Regions from separate parts of the Columba livia genome. Here all the other regions are linked to region 2. Evidence: chromatin contacts called from public Hi-C data. All regions are on one chromosome and are shown on one strand. The core of a region is the stretch at or near the end of the contact, and the rest is flanking DNA. Distances in the headings are between cores, read along the strand shown.

Region 1 (3,392 bases), core at 536-3,035, 65 kb before region 2:
TCCTCAGAAGGAGCATTCGGACATCTCAGGGCTGCTGATGTAATTTGTTGAGCAAACTTGGCTGCGTATCAGAGCTGGTCAGAACATTTTCCACAAAGTGAGATTTCAAAACTGAAGTGTTCTTGTCAAGACATCAGGTTTTGAGAAAGTCTTGTTGGTGTTTTTTTACAAGAGAGTCATGTAATTTACATCCTAGTGGTTAGGACAGTGGCCAGGAGATGAAAGAGCCAGGTGAAACTCCTTTCCTTGCACAACTGAGAAAGAACTGCAATGAAATCTTCTGGCCAGGAAGATGGATGGGGCTTAAACAAGAGACTCTCACACTCCAGGCACTCAGTGCCTTAAAGATAGGGAACAAAAAGCAGTCTGAAACCTTGAAAATTACTGCAAAACAGGGTAGTCATCTTCTAAGTCAGTTCTCCTACATATGCAGCAGGCCTGAGTAAAGTGGTTTCATGCAGGGAACAGTAATTGAAAACAGTCATTGAAGTGGTAAACAAAAACCAGAATGCTAAATTAATGTGCAGTAAGTGACCGTGTAGGTTTTCCTTCAATATTAAGGACTTAAACCCCACAGTGTATTCGCAATAACCCATTCTTGTTTTTAAAACATTTTGTTCCAGATAGCTCAAAACCCTGCTCCCTCCTGGCAACGAGAACAATAGTTTTCTATTGGAAGCTAAGGATAACTTGTTCTAGGGCGAGAAGTTCTGCAAAGTTCAACCAAGTGGCTCACAGGCAAATGGGTTCTGTAGCAAGAATAGTGGGTCAAAACCTTAGTTTTTAACTTCTTCTCTGAAAAAGAGCACCTCCAACAACACAGAGCCCCATAGCAACATGCTCGGGCATTGACTCTGCACTGAGTCAGAGGGAAGAATGCCATTTAATGACTCACCAGCACCACTTATGTTGCATTGTATAGTGCTAAATAATCTAATCTGTCTATCTACTCGAGAGCCTTTAAAGAGTGCTAGTATGCAATGTAAAGAGTTTTCATTGGCATACATGAAAGGCATTAAGAACTGGATCGCACCCCATGGAAAGCTGCCATCATTTCTACTGGGAGTTGGACCAGAGCTTATACATGCAACGCATAGTGTTTGGGAAAGCTTTTGGAAATAAAAAAAAATAAAAACAATTAAAAAAAAAAGGCAACAGCTATCAAAGACAGTGGTTTCTGGACAAAGTCCTGTTCTCAGGTATTCTTCATTATCTGTGCATGCAGATCTCCCTTTGATGTCGATGAGAAACGTGCTGATCAGGGGAGCAGCTCACTGACAGTAAAATCTCCTTTTTCAGAGGAGGGAGAGAAGGACAGTTCGTCCTGTGGCTATCCGGACAGCCACTGAGTTTCCCGGCACTTTCCTGTAGGTGGCACTGCTAAATTTTTTAACAAAAGTGAATTTTATAAACTCTGACTAAGTTCTCAATCATTTAGTAATCTTCTCCGAATGGAAAAGCTAAACCGCACAAGCCATTTCCCTGTCACAGCAGTGTGCCTCGCACGGACACAACAGAGTCTGTGCCTGATCCTGCGTCCATAGAATCATAGAATGTCCTGAGTTAGAAGGGACCCAAAAGGATCATTGAGTCCATCCAGGGGAAGTCCAGGGGAAATAGAAATGTAAGGTCAAAACTTGTATTTATGTAATCAGCTGAATACTTTACTGCTAGGAATTCAGTCCAGATGGAGAGTTCTGGATCTAATTTCCTCCCAGGATTGCAGTTTTAGGATCTCTCCACTTTCAAGGTTATACAGTGATACTTGGATGTGCCAGGGCACTTCCTTGCCTCCAGTATAAAACACAAACTCCTCTTTCAGTTCGTGGCCTGGGTCAAAGAATAACCATACTGCCTATTGTTAGCTTCTACTAGCAACTTCAGTGCCTCAAAGACAGTGCTGTGAGAGTACCACAGGTGTCAAGATGCTCCTTTTCCAGCAGAACCATTTCTCCTCAGCCAACCCTAATGACAAATCCCGATATTTGCAGCAAATTAAAATAGTCAACTGTGGATGAAAATATCAAAGTGGCAGTGAACAAAAAGGGCCATCTGGAGGGCAGAGGGTAAATCCCTCTGGGGACTGTTCATCCTGCATCAACTTTGGGCATCCCATCTCAAACCCCTATGCAACAGAACCACAGTGCATCTCTACATAGTGTACAGTTAATGAGGATGCATTAGAATCACCCTTCAAAACATCTCACCATGCAAGAGTCAAACCCGAATTGTCACTGGGCTGTTTAGCAATGGGCTGGCACTAGAAGGACAGTCCCATGCAAATACAAGTATGTATTAAGTGGTTGACAATACATGCTGGTTTTCCCGCTAACCCAATCTACCTAATATCTGACACATTACCCATCCTGTGAACGATGGGTTACTTTTCTATTCAAATAGTGTAGGTAAATTCATAAGCTTTCAGAGCCCTGAAGAAACCTTTGTTTCAAGAGCAGGAAGTCCCATGAGTCAGACACTATGTTACAAAAGCATCCTTCTCTTGCACCAATTGCAGATCTGTCTCCTTCAGTTTCGTTGGCTCATTTTGTCATCAGACATAAGGAACAGTAATGAGCAGGGACACACAAGCTTTTGGAACCTCCTACCCAGAATACCCTGTTTCTGTCCAGGCTATCAGTCCAGGGAAGCTTCAGGTTTCCCCTCCAGATATGCTGCTTTCCCTACTATGGGGAAGGAAGTCAGGCAGGACTCTGAGCATGCCCAAATTAAAGCTTCTCTGGTGGCCACATGCAAAGAAACATAGATATATAATCATAAGCCAGAGAGAATCATGACTGCCCTCTTTATAACTCTTCTTTTGTTAACAGAGGATCTCTAAAGCCAACTTCTTCTACCAGCACTGAAAGAGAGAAAAAAAATCGCTCTCTTCCTCTATTGCCACTGCACTTGTTTCACAGACACTCAACCCAAGGACACTGCTTGATTTCCAAGGTGAAAGCCCTCAACAAAATGATGCTGATGTATCTTGTAAACTCCCAGTTTTTACTATCATCATGGGATTCCAGTATCTGGAATGAGATTTGACTTATGAGAGATGGCAGCATTAGCAGCTCAAAAGTTCATTCATCCTCAAGAGCATATATATCAGCTGAAATGAGTTTCAAAGGACCATTCACTTGAACTGATTTACAGGTACACCAGCAGACATAGAGACACTTCTTTCAATGACATAATTTTAATAGGCCAGGAGCATTTTTGCTACTGCAGCCAAGATCAGGATATTTTTATTCTGTTTGTCAGAAGGGAAGCTTTGCTTTGCATGCATTTAGCCTCAGGAACAGAGTTTCCTGACAGCATTGCCAAGAGCACATCATTTTTGCAACAGAGGCAACACTGTGAGAATGATGTGCTTCACTGGTCTTGACTGGAGC
Region 2 (3,895 bases), core at 1,295-3,794:
GCTGCAGCCTGTCCTCGGCGTGACCTCGCCAAGTACCCATTGGTTCTGCAAACGGAAAATATGACTCAACACGAACCGTGGGCCCGGGATTGGCTGCGGGAGCCCTGAAACTGCACCTGTGTCAGGGGAGCCCGAGTCCGCCTGCCATTGCTTAACCCTCTTCTTGCCAAATGCGATGCACATGACACTCGTCTGTGCAACGCGTTATTTCCTAATGAGTGAGACTGTGTGCAATGTAACATTTCAACAAATGTTTCATCTTCTAATGGGCGGGAAAAGCTGCAATAGTTTCCTTCAAAGGAATTACTTTCTTTGGATGTCAACATATGGCTGTTTCTGTTTAAGAGGGGCAGTGATGGTTAATTTTCTTATCACGTTTGCAAATGATATCCCAAAGAAGGGTTAGCCCAGTTAAAAAAAAAGGAAGAAAAAAGGCATTTTGTTCTGCCTCAGTAATATCACATCCAGTTTCATCAGATTAAGCACAATTCCATTACAGCTTTCACTTATTTTTTTAGCTTTCCACGGGATAAGCAGCTAGTCAGTCAGTTCTGCGGATCAAAAATGTATTTCTGGCTCTGCCACATGCGGTGAAGCACTACTAGAGCAGCTAAAACTCCAGGGAAATACTGAATTATTTCTGTAATCTAACAACTAGACTCTGGACGTCATTTCTATAAACCTAGGCTTTAGGCTAAGTTTTACCAAAGTGCTTTTCCTCGGTGCAGGATTCCCAAAGCAATATTTAACCATGTCCCACCTTCCCTCCTGTGTGTGCCCACATCCACGGGCACAGGGGGCACAGAAAGCACCACCACCGCCGGTAGTGGAGGGGGGATCAGAGCCTTGAAGGACACAGACAATCCTTCTTCAGCAGCGTAACCCTGACCAGCAGGGAATTTCAGCGAGGAGACCCCTCCGGGCACCCCTCTCCCAGCCACGGCTCTGCCATGGGGCAGCTCTCCTGGGGACGAGGAGGGACCAGAGCTCCAGCTCCTCACACCTCCTGCTCCCTCCGACCAGCCGTTCCCACTCCCTGGGCCAGCGCCTCGGCCCCCCTCCTCTCCCTGCCCTTTATCCATTTTACACTGAATGAGTGGCACACATGACATCTTCTGGTGCTAATGAGCATCCAAACTATCGTCCCTTTGTCTACCAGAGGGTTGCACTGAACTTCTGCTGAATGAGAGGAAGCTCCCGGAGAGCTTCCTCCCTTTCGTCAGTTGAGATCAAGCTAAGAGTCAGTTCATACCGGTTAGATCCATGACCTACTACGCACACGTGATGGGGACCTACTCAGATCACTCGCAGGTGATGCCTGGCTGACACAGGCGTTTCCACTCCCTGGGACACTTTTTGCATCTCTGGCTGTGGCATTCCTCCCTCCCCACTCACCCCAGGGCTGGCTGGTGACAGCCACTTACCTTTCTTCATTAGAGAAGACAAATTTCCTGAGCTTGAGGTCACCAAGTACGATGGCCGACTGGTGGCAGTGAGCTACAGCAGAGACGATCTGCTTGAACAGCCCAGCAGCCTCCTCTTCCCTCAGCCTCTTGCAGCTCCTCACGTAGGAGTGCATGTCCCCAAAGTCCTTTTCAAAGAACACATAGGCCTTGGTGTCCCCGAGGATGACTTCAACCACCCCAGTGATGTTTCTGTGTGACGGCAGCTGAATGTAAGGCCGGATCTTGTCCTGGTAGTGTTTGAGGGGGAACACCTGTAAAGAGGAAATTAAGCCAAAATTCATTCTCAAGGGCGTTGAAAGCAGCGGCTCGCGTAGCAACTCTCCCCAAACAATGACGAGGGAGCTGGAGGGGAGCCAGGGCTCGGCAGGAACGCCGTTCAAAGCGGTTACCGAGACCCTTCCTGTTCATTTTTATATTGAAAGAAGTGGGGGGAAATAAAACAAACCACCATCTCAAAGCCTTTTGGGGAAGATACTCCGAGGTAACCCGGAGTCACAGCTTACTTCCAGCCCATGTAAATCCCCACGGGCAGCAGGCGGGCGTTTCTAACCGGGGAGCAGCAGGCGGATGTGTTGCCAGGTTCTCCCCCCGGGAGGATCCCCCCACCCCAGCCCATCCGCGGGGCTCGTTGCTCACCTTGCAGCGCAGCTCCCGCCCGGAGCTGACGCTCAGCGCCCGGGACACCTGCTCCCGCTCGGCCAGCGGCAGCAGCAGGTACGAGGCGATCAGGCTGGGACCCGCCGCTCCCCCGCCGGCGGGAGACACGGGGGGACAAGGCGATCCGGGGGCGCTCAGGCAATCCGGGGGTCCGCAATCGGCGAGGCGAGGGCACTTGGCGGCCGGTGCTTCTTCGGCGGGGCCGTCGTGGAGAGGCTGGAGCCGCTTGGCCGGGGCGCTGCGGCAGCGGGCGGCCGGCAGGAGGGACGCGGGGCGGCTCATGGAGGGGAGCGGGAGCGGGCGCGGAGCTCAGAGGCGGGCGGTGCGCGCTTGGCGCATCCCTTCGCTCCCTCACCTCGGGCCGTGTCCACCATCTGCTGCCGACTCCGCGCTAAAGTAGTTGGAGGCTTTTAAAAAAAAAAAAAAAAAAAAAAAGGCAAAAAAAATGAATGTGAGGCTCCTCCTCCCGGGTCTGACGCACGGGGAAATGGGAGGAGGGAGGATCGGACACTCCTGCGCCGCTCCGCCCGCTGCTCTCCGCGTCCCGGGTGCCAGCGGGTCGCGCAGACCGGTCCCCAGCCCCTCGCCGGGCTTTGTGACCCGCTGGGACCGGGGGCGCGGCGGGACCCCCCCCCGCTGTGGTTCTCCAGCAAGGACATCCCATGTCCGACTCACACGCTTGGGGATAGCAGCGCTGGGGGGGTCACCCCTTGATTTAGGGGTTCGCCCTCTGCACGCCCAGCGCGCTGGCAGAACCTTCAAGGCTCCACCGCCCGCTTGTAAGCACGAAGAGACGGGCAGGGAGCGTTTTCTGGCAAATCTAATACACAAGAAAGTCACCGGCACCGAAGGATGAGCGTCTCTTCTGCAAGGGCAGCCCTGGAAATGGCAGCAGCAGGTTTATCAATGACCAGCGTGTGCTGCTGCGAAACGGTGCCAGAAATTTCGAATGCCGCCGTAGTGCTTTCCAGACAGCATCGCCTCTGTGATGAGTAAAAAACTAAAAGTTGAGCCAGGCTAATTGCAAAGAGAAAGCAAGTCCAGCTCGATTCCCAGAAGCTTCTGCTTTATGCATTTGCCACACTTCTCCCCAGCTCTAATTCTTGTCACTAATCACTAAATAATGAGTGTTTATCCCAAGGTTTGCGTCACGAAGCTGTTGTGCGTTTACCGCTGTTCATTCATGAGCGTGGACTTAACGTGCACCAGCAGAAAACCTTTGCGTTGGGTGTTTCCCATGTTAAAAGTACCTGCTCTCTGAAAAAGGAACAGCGTGGAGAGCGAGCAGCAGCGCAGTGACCTGCGAGGAGCAGAGAATCCAGCCCAACAGCCACCATCGGACTCACAAGTGTGGGTTTAAAAGAATAGTAAACAGATTTGCAGCCAGGACTGTGAGTAAACAGAAGAAAAATGAGAGAAAAGCAGACAACAAATCATCCCTGGAAAAAAAATGCAGACTGCTGTAGTTTTGACCAGAGTTCTTCAGAAGGAAAATCTCCAGCTTTTCTGTTTACATATATGCAAATTTTCGGTAATTCAGTGCTGAGGCTTCACTTATAGCACAGGGAGCCTGCGTTTTGTTATTCTGTAGGATCAGTTCCTATCCCGTTTTGGCTTCCCCGCCCCTGGTCTGTGCAAGTAGCGCAGAGGGACCGGACAGGGCCCCCAGCTCCGGAGCCCGTGATGCCACACGTGCAGGTATTTGCTCAGATTCCTGATAGATAACTGCACGGCAAACCCGTGCATGCCTTCAGCTACTTCTAGTGTATTTT
Region 3 (3,600 bases), core at 556-3,055, 110 kb after region 2:
TTAAGTAAGGATGTAGTTTCAAAACTTTAATAGAAGTGGCAGTTTACCTGATTTACCGTTTCTTCAATTGCCTTCATATAATGCTTAAGTTCTCTGTCCATTGCAGCATATTGTAACATGACATTTTCCATGCTGTTAACATCCTCCACATCATCTGCAGAACAAAATATTTTGTACATGGATGATCAGCTGTATTATTTTCAAGCAGCATTTTTTCTTCACAGATATAAAGACAAATATTAATGTTGTGAATATCTAAAGCATCTGGCAAGGCAAAGCAAAGGTTTTCGAGCTCCACAAACATATACATTTTTCCTATTTTGCAACTGTAAACCTTGACATTTCTTGGGTAACTTGAACAAACAGCTTACTCAGAAAAACACTTCCCTGGTTTCATGTGAACAAGAGAGAGTGTGTGTAATTTCATCTACCAACACCTAGTCATTAGGCAATCAAGATATTTTCTGCAAAAGTTATATTTCGTGACTCATCACATTGCCTCAGAAATAGTCAGAAGAAACTTAAATGCCCTCTCAGTACAGTATAGTTCAGAGTTATAATTAGACCCCTTATCCCCAATAAGCATAGCTACTGCAAAATCAGAACAGAGCCAGCACTTTATAACACAGGAAATAATGGAAGCCTGAATAGCACTGGCAAATTAAAAAGTAACATTTTAATTGCCAATGAAAATCAATTAATTGTAACGTTGCTGTGCATCTGCTCAGCTGCAGGACTCTTGTAGATGCAATAGGGCTGAGCAGCCCTGCTGTATCTCCTGACACAGGTGCATGTAACACACCAAATACTGCCAGCTGTGGGAGGACAGCCAGCCCTGACTCCGTAACTCATTTAGAAACACAAGAAATTCAGAAATGTGAGTTTCCACTGCTTCTGCTCCCGTTTATTCCCACCCTGCAGTTTCCAGGTGTAAAGAAAACACCTGGAAGCAGCTGGAAGCCATGAAAGAGCCCCAAAGCCTGCCGTGCAGCATTAGGGGTTGCATTTAATGGAGTATTCTTCTTTATAAGCAGTTTAAGTAGCCAATCTGTGCTGTTATTTTTAGGAAGAAAATTGTGGCATAGCTTTTTAAATTACTTTTTTTGTGAAGAAAAGAAAATGTCTTCTGAGCTGGCAAGTAAGTGCACTTCCTAAGTTGCTAACTATATTAGTATTTTACAGCACAAAAATCTGTCTCTGCAGAAAACTAACATAAAGCATTGCATAAAGCCATCTTAGCTTGAGAGCAAAACCTGAAAGTGTTGCTGAAACACAACACTCAGGGATAGAAGCTTCATACCATATGAAACAGTGATGGATCCAGGAAGCAGAAGGAAAAGCGCTAAGATATACTTACACAAAAAAAGTTACATAATAAGCCATACTATTTTGTGAACATGGCAATTACAGTCATGATGTTTCCCTTAATTACATATAGGTTTGGTATGTATCCATTTTTCATTAAGTAGATGAATAAGTATTGCAGACAGAATCTTGGCATTCCAACTTTCTTCTGAATAATCAGCATTTCCCTCTCCTCTTTCCCTTCCCTCCCACCCTGTTTCCATATCCTAGCTGGTAACTATGATCATGCTCTCCTTCCTTCCTGCTAGGAAGCATACGAAGTGCCTCCTTCAAGGCTGACACACATGGCACTCCATGAATCACAGGAAAAGTTTGTGTAGCAAGTAACTGTCATTCTCCTCCCATGGCCAGAATGAATCATATCCACGACATAAAGAAACTACAGTGGTCTAAATCTTTTCTTTTTTTTCCTTAGGGGAAGAGAAGTGCATTGTCAAACACCAAGAGAGCTGTATTAACACTGTCTTTCCTAAAAGTTAAAGAAAGCTTTAGATAAAGAATAGTAATGTTGCCACTTGAGAGACGCATTAAAATAAAGCTCAAAGAGGTGGAACGCAGCTCAGACAAGAGGGACATTATCTGTAACTACATCCTGCCCTACTTTGTTCATGTCCTGAGTGTTCCATCCATCCACAGGCCTGTTGTAGGTCTTGGTGATGTTCACTGCTCTTTTCCTGTTGCTGTTCTTTCATGCACATAAATTATGATACGTATAATAGGAAATTGTTGAATGCGTCACTTAACACATGATCACAGCCTGCCCTTGAAGGCATTATAGACATAAAGATAGATCTGAAGGACTGTATATAGGTCAGTTATTGTCCATCCCCTCTTTCTGCTCTTTGACAGGTAACAGAGTCCATTTTATAACTGCAGTTCCACCTGTAGTCCAAGGTGTTGAGAGCTAAGAAGAAATTTCCCATGTTGTTCCCAGCCACTCATCTCCCTATCTCCTAAACAAGATTTAAAATAAAACTTACATTACAGGCTACCCTGTTTGCCTTAAAAACCTCTCGTTGTCGCACATTACACACTGCCAGAACCCACTGTGCATGGCTCCTCTGCTCCCACCACACTCCTTCCCCTGACGAGCTAAGAGCACTTCTGCCTCTCTCTGGTGAGGAGCAGAGCTTGGGTACAGGTGATGAGAACCTGTGGGTGACTGTATGGGAATGTCAAGTTTTACAGCTCATCAAGGCAGAGATCCCAGCACCTTAAATCTTTCCTTACAACAGACTCCATAGACTAATCAGAACACACCGGTTGACCTGATCTTACTAGGGAACAAGAAATTAGAGAAGACTTCCTCACCACCATCCTACAACTCTCCCAAATCCCACCAACCCATCAGTATAACAATGCTAAAATATCAAGAAGGATCAAAATTTAATACTTATATCATGCTTTTGAAAGGTTCAAAAGGCTTTGTCCATTATCCACTCTTTAAGCCCCACTGCTACTTTTATTTCAGTGTGCGGAAGGCCGCAGAGATTCGTGGTGAAGGGAATCAAGGCACTGTCTCCCTTCCAGCAGACGGTGACCACGTTATCTGCCGAACAGCCTCCAGCCAGACTCCAGCTACAAAGCCAGCTGACTCCCCAAAGTACTCAAATCTTTCACTCTGCAGGCCGACAGCCTAGCTCAACACCAAAATCAAACGCTTCGCAAGTGCTGGATCAGTGCCCTTCTGTTATCTAATCAAAATTTATCCTGATCATGTTTTTCATTCATATCTAAGGAATGCATTCCAGACGCTCTGCATATGCTTTTAGCTACTGCCACAAAATACCATCGAAGCTGCATACTGTAGTTATGTCTCCTTGTTATCTAAGCTAAATATATTGAGTTTAGTAAGCATTTCTCCACAAGTCCTTACCCTCACCACCCAGAGATTATACATTTTGCAATATTACATCTTTTACTCACAGAAAGCCCAGTTCAAGGCCATAATTTTCACGTTCAAAGGCCCATGTGCATCATGTTAAAATAAGCTGGCTGAACACACACACACTTCATGATTATGAATTCCAGCTCGCATGACTTTATGATCTCTTTTTATAATGGAAACAGGAATATTATTCTGAAAAGTCTCCCTAAATATTAAAGAAGAAAATTACATAAAGAGACTAGCAAGAGTTCAATTTCTCATTTCTAATAAGAGACCAAACTGATCATGCTCAGGTGCCTTACTGCTGATTCAAACTGTAATCAATCAGGGCTGAGTTACATATCATG

The links. Hi-C and Micro-C count contacts between places; a contact is called where the count stands out from the background.
Region 1: a Hi-C map of liver shows a contact between it and region 2, with 2.4 times the contacts expected there. The contact joins the enhancer-like site here to the promoter of TRIB1 in region 2. A contact is called at or near these places in 2 of 2 Hi-C or Micro-C datasets (crop and liver).
Region 3: a Hi-C map of liver shows a contact between it and region 2, with 2.5 times the contacts expected there. The contact joins the enhancer-like site here to the promoter of TRIB1 in region 2. A contact is called at or near these places in 2 of 2 Hi-C or Micro-C datasets (crop and liver).

Annotation. Positions count from the first base shown.
Region 1 is chr2:150,867,769-150,871,160 of bColLiv1.pat.W.v2, reverse strand. No RefSeq gene overlaps it. Among named protein-coding and RNA genes, the nearest start is that of TRIB1, 65 kb to the right of the region's middle. Within about 2 kb of position 1,785, at least 1 of the 3 cell types and tissues checked has an H3K27ac peak away from gene starts, as active enhancers do.
Region 2 is chr2:150,802,757-150,806,651 of bColLiv1.pat.W.v2, reverse strand. TRIB1 (tribbles pseudokinase 1) reads right to left here and starts at 2,544. Exons shown (of 3, transcript XM_013368575.3): 1 at 2,103-2,544; 2 at 1,425-1,717. The coding sequence starts at 2,405.
Region 3 is chr2:150,687,321-150,690,920 of bColLiv1.pat.W.v2, reverse strand. It overlaps NSMCE2 (NSE2 (MMS21) homolog, SMC5-SMC6 complex SUMO ligase), which reads right to left. Exons shown (of 8, transcript XM_065054385.1): 4 at 48-154. Among named protein-coding and RNA genes, the nearest start is that of WASHC5, 28 kb to the right of the region's middle. Within about 2 kb of position 1,805, at least 1 of the 3 cell types and tissues checked has an H3K27ac peak away from gene starts, as active enhancers do.